Regions from separate parts of the Ovis aries genome. Here region 1 is linked to region 2. The links are chromatin contacts, called in public Hi-C maps. All regions are on one chromosome and are shown on one strand. The core of a region is the stretch at or near the end of the contact, and the rest is flanking DNA. Distances in the headings are between cores, read along the strand shown.

Region 1 (4,371 bases), core at 993-3,492, 75 kb after region 2:
ATAGATAGGGAAACAGTGGAAACAGTGGCTGACTTTATTTTTGGGGCTCCAAAATCACTGCAGATGGTGATTGCAGCCATGAAATTAAAAGATGCTTACTCCTTGGAAGGTAAGTTATGACCAACCTAGAGAGCATATTAAAAAGCAGAGATATTACTTTGCCAACAAAGGTCCGTCTAGTCAAGACTATGGTTTTTTCCAGTAGTCATGTATGGATGTGAGAGTTGGACTATAAAGAAAGTTGAGTGCCAGAGAATTGATGCTTTTGAACTGTGGTGTTGGAGAAGACTCTTGAGAGTCCCTAGGACTGCAAGGAGATCCAAGCAGTCCATCCTAAAGAAGATCAGTCCTGGGTGTTCATTGGAAGGACTGATGTTGAAGCTGAAATTCCAATACTTGGCCACCTGACGTGAAGAGCTGACTCATTTGTAAAGACCATGATGCTAGGAAAGATAGAGGAAAGGAGAAGAAGGGGATGACAGAGGATGAGATGGTTCCATGGCATCACCGACTCAAAGGACATGAGTTTGGGTAAACTCCGGGAGTTGTTTTTGGACAGGGAGGCCTGCCTTGCTGAGGTCCATGGGGTCGCTAAGAGTCGGACACAACTGAGGGACTGAACTGTACTGAAGTCAGTTTGAGGTATATCAGAGTTAGATACTCTCTTTATGCACGTCATCCTTCCTGAAATAGGTGTGTCCAAATAGCAGTAATAAAGGAATAACCGGATCCTCCATTATAAAACAACAGAAATTTGGGAATTCCCTGGTGTTTCAGTGGACTCTGCACTTCTACTGCATGAGGACTGGGTTCAATCCTGGTTGGGCAACTAAGATCCCACAAGCTGTGTGGTGCAGCCGGAAAAACAAAACAAAAATTTAACAGTTGTAATTAATTTTAGGAAAAAAGAATAGTAAAAATATTTTGATGTTACTTTAGTTTATATAAAAGTAACCTATTACCCTAAAAATGTCCTAAATGGTATAAAGTTGGTAAAGTTAACAGTTTAAATTATTCAAGCTAGTAAATTCTTTTCTGGGAAATAATAAAGTTAAGATGCTTGTAAGCCTGATTTACAAGTCACTAGAGAAAATAACTCAGCCATCCTGAAGAAAGTCAAGGATGAAAGGACAGGAATGAAACATAAGTGATATTCAGAAGGAATACCAAAGTTTCCCCTCCTCACTGTTCTCCAAAATCAGGTGTGGATATATTGTTATACATCTACCAAGCTGTGCCATTAGCTACTTAGTGTTATTTCACACAAACTTCATCAGTATTGGTTAAAAAACACTATTTAATTAAGTCTATATAGAAAAATTCAGATTTTAGAGACCTATTAAAAAAACTGGTATAAGCTGGGAAATTAGCTAGTTTTTTGAAATCTTTCATTTTAGACAAAAACTAAGGACAGTGTCATCATCAACAGAATGATACTCAGCTGTGTTCTTTCTATAATAAAAACCAAAACAAACAAAAAACAACAATTAAGGACAGAAAGAGGCAGGTGACTTGTCTAAAGTCACACAGTGACAAAGCAAAAGGTAAACTCTGCTATCTTGGTTTCTAGTCCACTACTCTTTCTATTAACTACTGTACCTTCTACACAACAGTTAAATGACAAGACTGATCAAGAGCGCTAACTTTACAATGAGCATATTTTATGTCTTTACCAGTTTATCAGTTCTTTTAGTTTGTGGTCCAACTGTTACAAGAAATGGTTATGAGTTTCAAAATTTAGAAAAAAGGGCTTTTTACACATTCAAGAGACTAAGTATTTGGCTATTTTAGTTGGCAGCATTTGAAGATGTTAGGAAATAAATTTAAAATAATGTTCTAAAACCTAATTAAATAGTTAAAAGTGACAGACTAAAAAATTAATAACTTGTATAAAGTACAGAATCATTTTTAAAATAAAGTTTATGAAAGATATGGTAATAGAAATAAATCATTTCTAGTAAACTTTACTTATTCCATTTCTGAAATTATACTCATCCTAAGAACATGTATTCTGTAAATACATAATGAAGGGGTGCTGTTTCCCTTCTTTTTCAAAAAGCAGTTATGACAAATTACCTTCTTCTGACGAACAACAACTATTAGAGAAAAGGTTTTTTAAATATTCTCACTCAACAGCATTTCTAGTTAAATTTAAAACTAAAAGAACTAAACTCTCCCACTTAATTACATAAAAGGCAGAGAGCTCTCACCAAGGTAAAATAGTTGAGAAACAGGTGGCCTAGTGACCTCTGATGTCAAGCAGTAATGAAGCTGAGAACAAATCATTGGCAAGCGTCTAAGTTAAAAGGTGAGGTTGATCAATAAAGAAAAAAAAGAAAAGTGTATGGATTAGGAGTTAATGAGGAAAACACTTGTCCTAAATGTACTTTACGGCAGGAATACATGTAACTTCTACATAAAGTGTCTTTTTTACAGTTACAATTTGAAAAGGTCGGCTAGACTGATCGAAATGAGGATTGGAACAAAGCCCCTGCATGGACTCTGCAAGGCGGTTAAAAGCATCCACCGCCACCTAGTGGCAGTGCAGCAAATGCAGAAAAGCAATAGGTCATCTTTCTGAGACCTCAGGGAAAAATATGAAAATTTCTATTAATAATTGTATGTGTATCTTATAAATAAATAAGTATGCAAATATTGGCAACACATACTGTATAATTTTTTAACAATACCATTTTTTAATTTTCTGTTTATTTAATGAAAAAAAGTTTGGGACCACTGTACCAAAAGGTTAAAACTTTGTATCTTAAGATTTACAACCAAGAACCATAATGGTTCTTTTAATTATGAGTACTTCTTACTAGGGATAATAAAATTGTAAGACATCACTGTCACATAAAGAATACCCAAATTCAAATCATTGTGGATTAGGTGCTTCTTCAAAAATATATTTCATATGTATTGATTAAATTACAAAATCAAAAAGTACTTACATCCTTAACTTTAATTATGTTATTTGTACAACATCTACACTTTATAATCTCAGATTACTTCCCCTAAAGATGCTAACACTAGGAAGCCTTCCACACTAGTACTTAATATATGCTCACAGAAGGCCAAATAGTTTAATAAATTAAAAGAGATTAAAATATTGAGCACACAACAAGTGGAAAAACTTCTAATGCTACATTAAAGGTTCACAGATGAAAGATTTCTGGCTCAGCTGCTCTGCTTCCCTTGTTTCTGTGACATACTAGCTGCACACCTCAAGGCATGTTATGTAGCCTCTCTAGGTCTCAGTTTCTCCTTCAAAACCATCCTGATGTATGTAGCACAGTGGTTACAGCACAGCGGTTAAGGAGCCAGGCTCTGGAGCTAGAACACTTGAGACTGAATCTTGCTCCACTTTCCTAGTTCTGTGACCCTGAGCAAGTCACCTATCTGTGCCAGTCTTCTCACCTACATCAGGGATAATAGCTGCTACTTCATGTGGTTTCTGGACAATGCCTGGCAAGTAGCAAATGACCATTAAAGGGTAGCTGTAAGTATGGTCACTGTCACTGTCTTCATCGTGGTAACTAGTATTAAGCACCATGCTAAACACTTTGATTACTTTATTTATCCCAAAGCAGTCCTGTAACCTAAGTATTAAAAATTTCTAATCAAAAGAGAAAGTCGAAGTATACAATGTTTGGCACATATTAAGTAGTCAAGTTTTTAGAAAAATTCTAATAAGGTAAATAATCCAAAATCTAATACAGCAATGTCTGGTTCATGTTATTCTATCACAAAAACAAATTTAAGGACAAAATCAGAAAATAATATGTTGGTTTAAAAGAAACAAAAACCAACAACCACCAACAGTTGTCATATATTAAGAACTCTGTATTATATTAAGTGTTTCCCTGAATAATCATCCTACATTCTGATGAGAGAATTGAGATGACTTTGAAAAAGCAGCAGCCAGATTTCCCACTATAACAAAGGCTACTGGAACAACGTATCTTTACTATCATAGGATCAGGGATCCCATTTCAATGCGATGAAAGCCATGGATCCTCTCCCCCCAGAGAAAAGAAAGTGAAAGTGAAGTGAAGTCACTCAGTCGTGTCCGACTCTGCGACCCCATGGACTGTATCCCACCAGGCTCCTCCGTCCATGGGGTTCTCCAGGCAAGAATACTGGAGTGGGTTGTCATTTCCTTCTCATATATACAATATTTAGCACAAAACTTTAGCTAGGGTTTATGGGATCCAGGATGAAACTCTGCACAAAAGATCTAGGACCTTGTCCTTTCTATCTTAGTATCCTGTTTTATTCTTTAGTATAACTACATATATTTTAAATAAATCAATCTACATTATTTCAGTTACTAATACTTCAATCCATATTACTTCATTATCAAATTAAAGA
Region 2 (4,031 bases), core at 681-3,180:
CGTCCCCTTTTCCTCCTGCCCCCAATCCCTCCCAGCATCAGAGTCTTTCCCAATGAGTCAACTCTTCGCATGAAGTGGCCAAAGTACCAGAGTTTTTGACACAGAGACACACTAAATACCTACCTCAATGGAGCTTGCATTCTAGAGGAAGGGTGTGGAATGCTTAATTGCAATTTGAATTTTACTCAGTCACAAGTTACTAACATGTGCATGCTTGTTTTTTAGAATGACACTTAGTATTATTCTAAAACAGTCTGTATCTTATAGGTTCATTCATATTGTTTTTATTTTTTGCTTGTTTTCCCCATTCACTTTAGAGAATCCATGCTCATTAAAGCATTTATGTCGGTTAAAAATTCGAAGACTGATGGGGCTACAGCGGCTCTGCCAGCCAACCTCGATGGAGAAGCTCTCTCTACCACCAACTATTCAAAGATACATATTATTTAAAGAGTATGACCTCTATGGACAAGAGCTAAAACTGCCATAATTTAAAATAATATTTTTAAATGTGACTTTAAAAATATGTTTAAATGAGATTCCCTCGGAGAATTTCTTGGAATCGTTTTACATCCTGACATATATTTAAATCCACTGACAATTTTATAACTGGATCCTGGGTTCTTTGGGGAACACCATATTTCACATCTTTAAAGAACTTTACATTGTGATTTTTTTTTAAGAGAGTTAATATTTTGCATGTGATTTTCTATTGATTATCTTTGCTCGCAACAAGTCTTCAAACTCTCCTTATCAGGTGGCTCCTACAGTATCCATGAGCAAGTCTCTCCTTTGCTCGTAAAACAATCAATCACTTTCTCAAACCCCAGTTGCTGGCCCATTCTGTCCTTTCTCTTATTGCCACACTGTATAAAAGAGCTCCTCCCTGTCTCTGCAGATGCCCTCATTGTTATCTGGCTTCTACTCCCTCCACTGCCCTTCCCCTGGTCCTTATCAACTTGCTTGTTGCTACTTTCCGTGAGCATCCTCCAGTCTTTGCAACTGATTGCTGCCGCATCTGACACTATTACCTACTCTACTCCAGGAAATGGTCTTCCCTTGGTTTTCCAGGTATCTTGTTCTCTTGGCTCTCTTCCAGCCGGTCTAACCACTCTGTTTCTGGCTTCTTTCTTGTGCACCTCCTACCAACTCTTTAGTAACATATCTTAAGTTCTCTTTTTTTACGCTCCGTTCAACAGGACATTTCATCCATACCCATGGTTTTATTTACAACCTACATGTTTTTTGACTGTAAATTTATATCTGAAGTTCAACTTTTTCTCTCATGCACATGAGACCTGTGTAGACAATTGGCCTACAGGACCTTTGAACACAAAGGAACCTCAAATTCAACATATCCTAAAGCAAATGTGTTGTCTTCCTCCACAAAAAAGGGGGGGAGCTCCTTCTTTTACTATCTCTAGCTCAATTATTCAGTCGCTCAGTCATATCTGACTCTTTGTGACCCCATGGACTGCAGCATGCCAGGCTTCCCTGTCCTGCACCAACTCCCAGAGCTTGCTCAAACTCACGTCCATTGAGTCAGTGATGCCATCCAACCATCTCATCCTCTGTCATCCCCTTCTCCTCCTGCCTTCAATCTTTCCCAGCATCAGGGTGTTTTCAAGTGAGTCAGTTCTTTGTATCAGGTGGCCAAAGTATTGGAACTTCAGCTTGAGCATCAGTCCTTCCAATGTATATTCAGGACTGATTTCCTTTAGAATTGACTGGTTTGATCTCCTTGCAGTCCAAGGGACTCTCATTAACCCAATTATTGATTCAGTTTCCCAAGTCAAAACTTGCACATAAAATTTGACCATCCCATTTTCCTTATCCAAGTTTATTTCATGAAGTCATCTTCTACTCAGTCTCACTGATTCAGCCTGAATACCAGCTCTTATCTCCTTTCTTCCTGGGATATTGCAGTGTTGCCAAACTGATCCTCCTCTCTGCTATCTTGCCTCATCTAACCCATGTTCTACACAGAACATCCCAGAGTGATCTTTTACAAATGTAAGCAAGTTTCACTCCCCTGCTTAAAATCATTCCCACTGCTCTTGGGATAAAGTCCAAAGTTCTCCATCTGCTCCAAATCCCTGCCTTCCTCTTAGCCTTATCTCTTGGTGTCTCCCGTATGCCAGCTCTTTAAACATGTTAAATACCTCTGATAAGTTAATGCTTTGAACAGTGATTTTATACATCACTGTGGTGGTGGTTTAGTCACAAAGTCATGTCCGACTCTGGCAATCCCATGGACTGTAGCCCACCAGGCTCCTCTGTCCATGAGGTTTTTCAGGCAAGAATACTGGAGTAGGTTACCGTTTCCTTCTCCAGGGGATCTTCCCAACCCAGGGATAGAATCTGGGTCTCCTACACTGCAGGCAGATTCTTCACCAACTAGTCTACCTATACATCACTAGTTTCTGTTTTAAAAATAGGGTCATCTGTTTTATATATACATATATAAAATCTATTATCATGGATATTTCATAAAAGAAGGGCCATTTTAATGCCAGAAAATGGGGCTGCCTTAAACTCAATTATTAAAATTGAATTACTTTATCTTTGTAAAAACTTAACAGTTTGGTCTTCATTTCCACATTGATGAGTGAAAATTTCATTCTAGCCCAACAAGTCTCTGAGGTCTTTGATTTGGGAACCACTGTCACATTGATGAGTGAAAATTTCATTCTAGCCCAACAAGTCTCTGAGGTCTTTGATTTGGGAACCACTGTTTTAAAAGAGACTATTTTCTTGGCCCTCGGGGCCTTTGTATGTTCTTCTCCTTCTGCCTGGCATCCCCTTTCCATCTCCTTCTTCCTCCCTCCACCCCTTATCCTACAGGTCTCAGTTTAGGTGTTCCTGCCTCTAGGATGGGAGGCCCTAGAACAGCATTTCTCATGCTGTGTTACAGAAACCTATGTTCCCATCTGTCTGTCCACTAGACTGTAAGCTCTGTGAGGGCAGGGTCTATGTCCAATTTGTTTTACAGGGTTTTTTTGGGTCAAACACATTCCCTAGAGCATAGAGAGAATGCAAAAATTACTTGTTGAATACATTGAATGAGTGAATGTTATGTTGTATAAGATCCAGACAAAATTAATCAGTGACCTCATGGTAAAATGATAGTTCTGAATCTCTGAATTGGTTATATAGCTTTAATTATGTAATTACTTGGATTCATTCTTAGATTTTCTTATAGTCATTTTTATCTTGAGTTATTGTATTCTTTCAATAGTACTATCTCACTAGTTTATGAGCTATACAAATTGTATTTAGCTCTAGCTATAAGTATGAAAAAAATGTATAATTAGACATAACTTTTAACCACTTTTATTCCCTAAAGAATATATTTTCATATAGATTAAACTCTAATGTATTTAATTAGAACTATAATGTTTTGGGTATGGGATTCCTGTGATTCCTCTGTTGCTCTCCTACTTGTGGCTAAAATGCGTTGTTATCTATAATCTTACTCTAAGTAGATTTTTTTTTTAAGATTTAAGTGTACCATATGATACTTCAGATATTAAATGAACTAAAACTTGGATATTTACTGTATTTTTGTATAAATACATTCAAGATACCTCAGATATTAAATAAACTCGAGTACACAAAAGTTTGACATTTTCTTTAATGCGTTTTATGTAAATATATTCAAGAAACACTTGAATGAAAGGATATGAATTCACTGCACCTACTATGGGTTGAAAGTGGTTCTTTGGTACTTGTGAAGCAGGAGAAAAATACATTCTATGAAACTGAGACGATCACTATATTCAAAATGGATTCAACCTCTTTCCTATTACATGTCGAAATTTTCTATCAGTGTTTTTGTTTTGGGGTGAGCTGGATGGTAAGAGGATTATTTTATATCTAATTAGGACTCTGTTTCTCCAAGAATATGTCACTTTATCTGGGAGGGCAACAGCTGCTTCTCCCCAGTGAGCTTCAGGAGAAGCCAAACATTCTACATGCTGCCTGTTTAACCACTATCATGTTTAATCAACATGATAGGGTTTTGATGACAT

Evidence for each region. A called contact is a pair of places that touch in the nucleus more often than the background predicts.
Region 1: a contact with region 2 is called in a Hi-C map of liver, with 2.5 times the contacts expected there. The contact joins two enhancer-like sites. A contact is called at or near these places in 5 of 16 Hi-C or Micro-C datasets (liver, mixed tissues, muscle and 1 more).

Annotation. Positions count from the first base shown.
Region 1 is chr4:89,617,904-89,622,274 of ARS-UI_Ramb_v3.0, forward strand. The region is part of intron 5 of WASL (WASP like actin nucleation promoting factor); the gene reads right to left. Among named protein-coding and RNA genes, the nearest start is that of WASL, 56 kb to the right of the region's middle. Within about 2 kb of position 2,243, at least 1 of the 54 cell types and tissues checked has an H3K27ac peak or open chromatin away from gene starts, as enhancers often do. A contact at or near this core is called in liver, where this site is marked.
Region 2 is chr4:89,543,356-89,547,386 of ARS-UI_Ramb_v3.0, forward strand. It overlaps ASB15 (ankyrin repeat and SOCS box containing 15), which reads left to right. Exons shown (of 11, transcript XM_004008024.6): 11 at 318-3,619. The coding sequence ends at 490. Among named protein-coding and RNA genes, the nearest start is that of LMOD2, 16 kb to the right of the region's middle. Within about 2 kb of position 1,931, at least 1 of the 54 cell types and tissues checked has an H3K27ac peak or open chromatin away from gene starts, as enhancers often do. A contact at or near this core is called in liver, where this site is marked.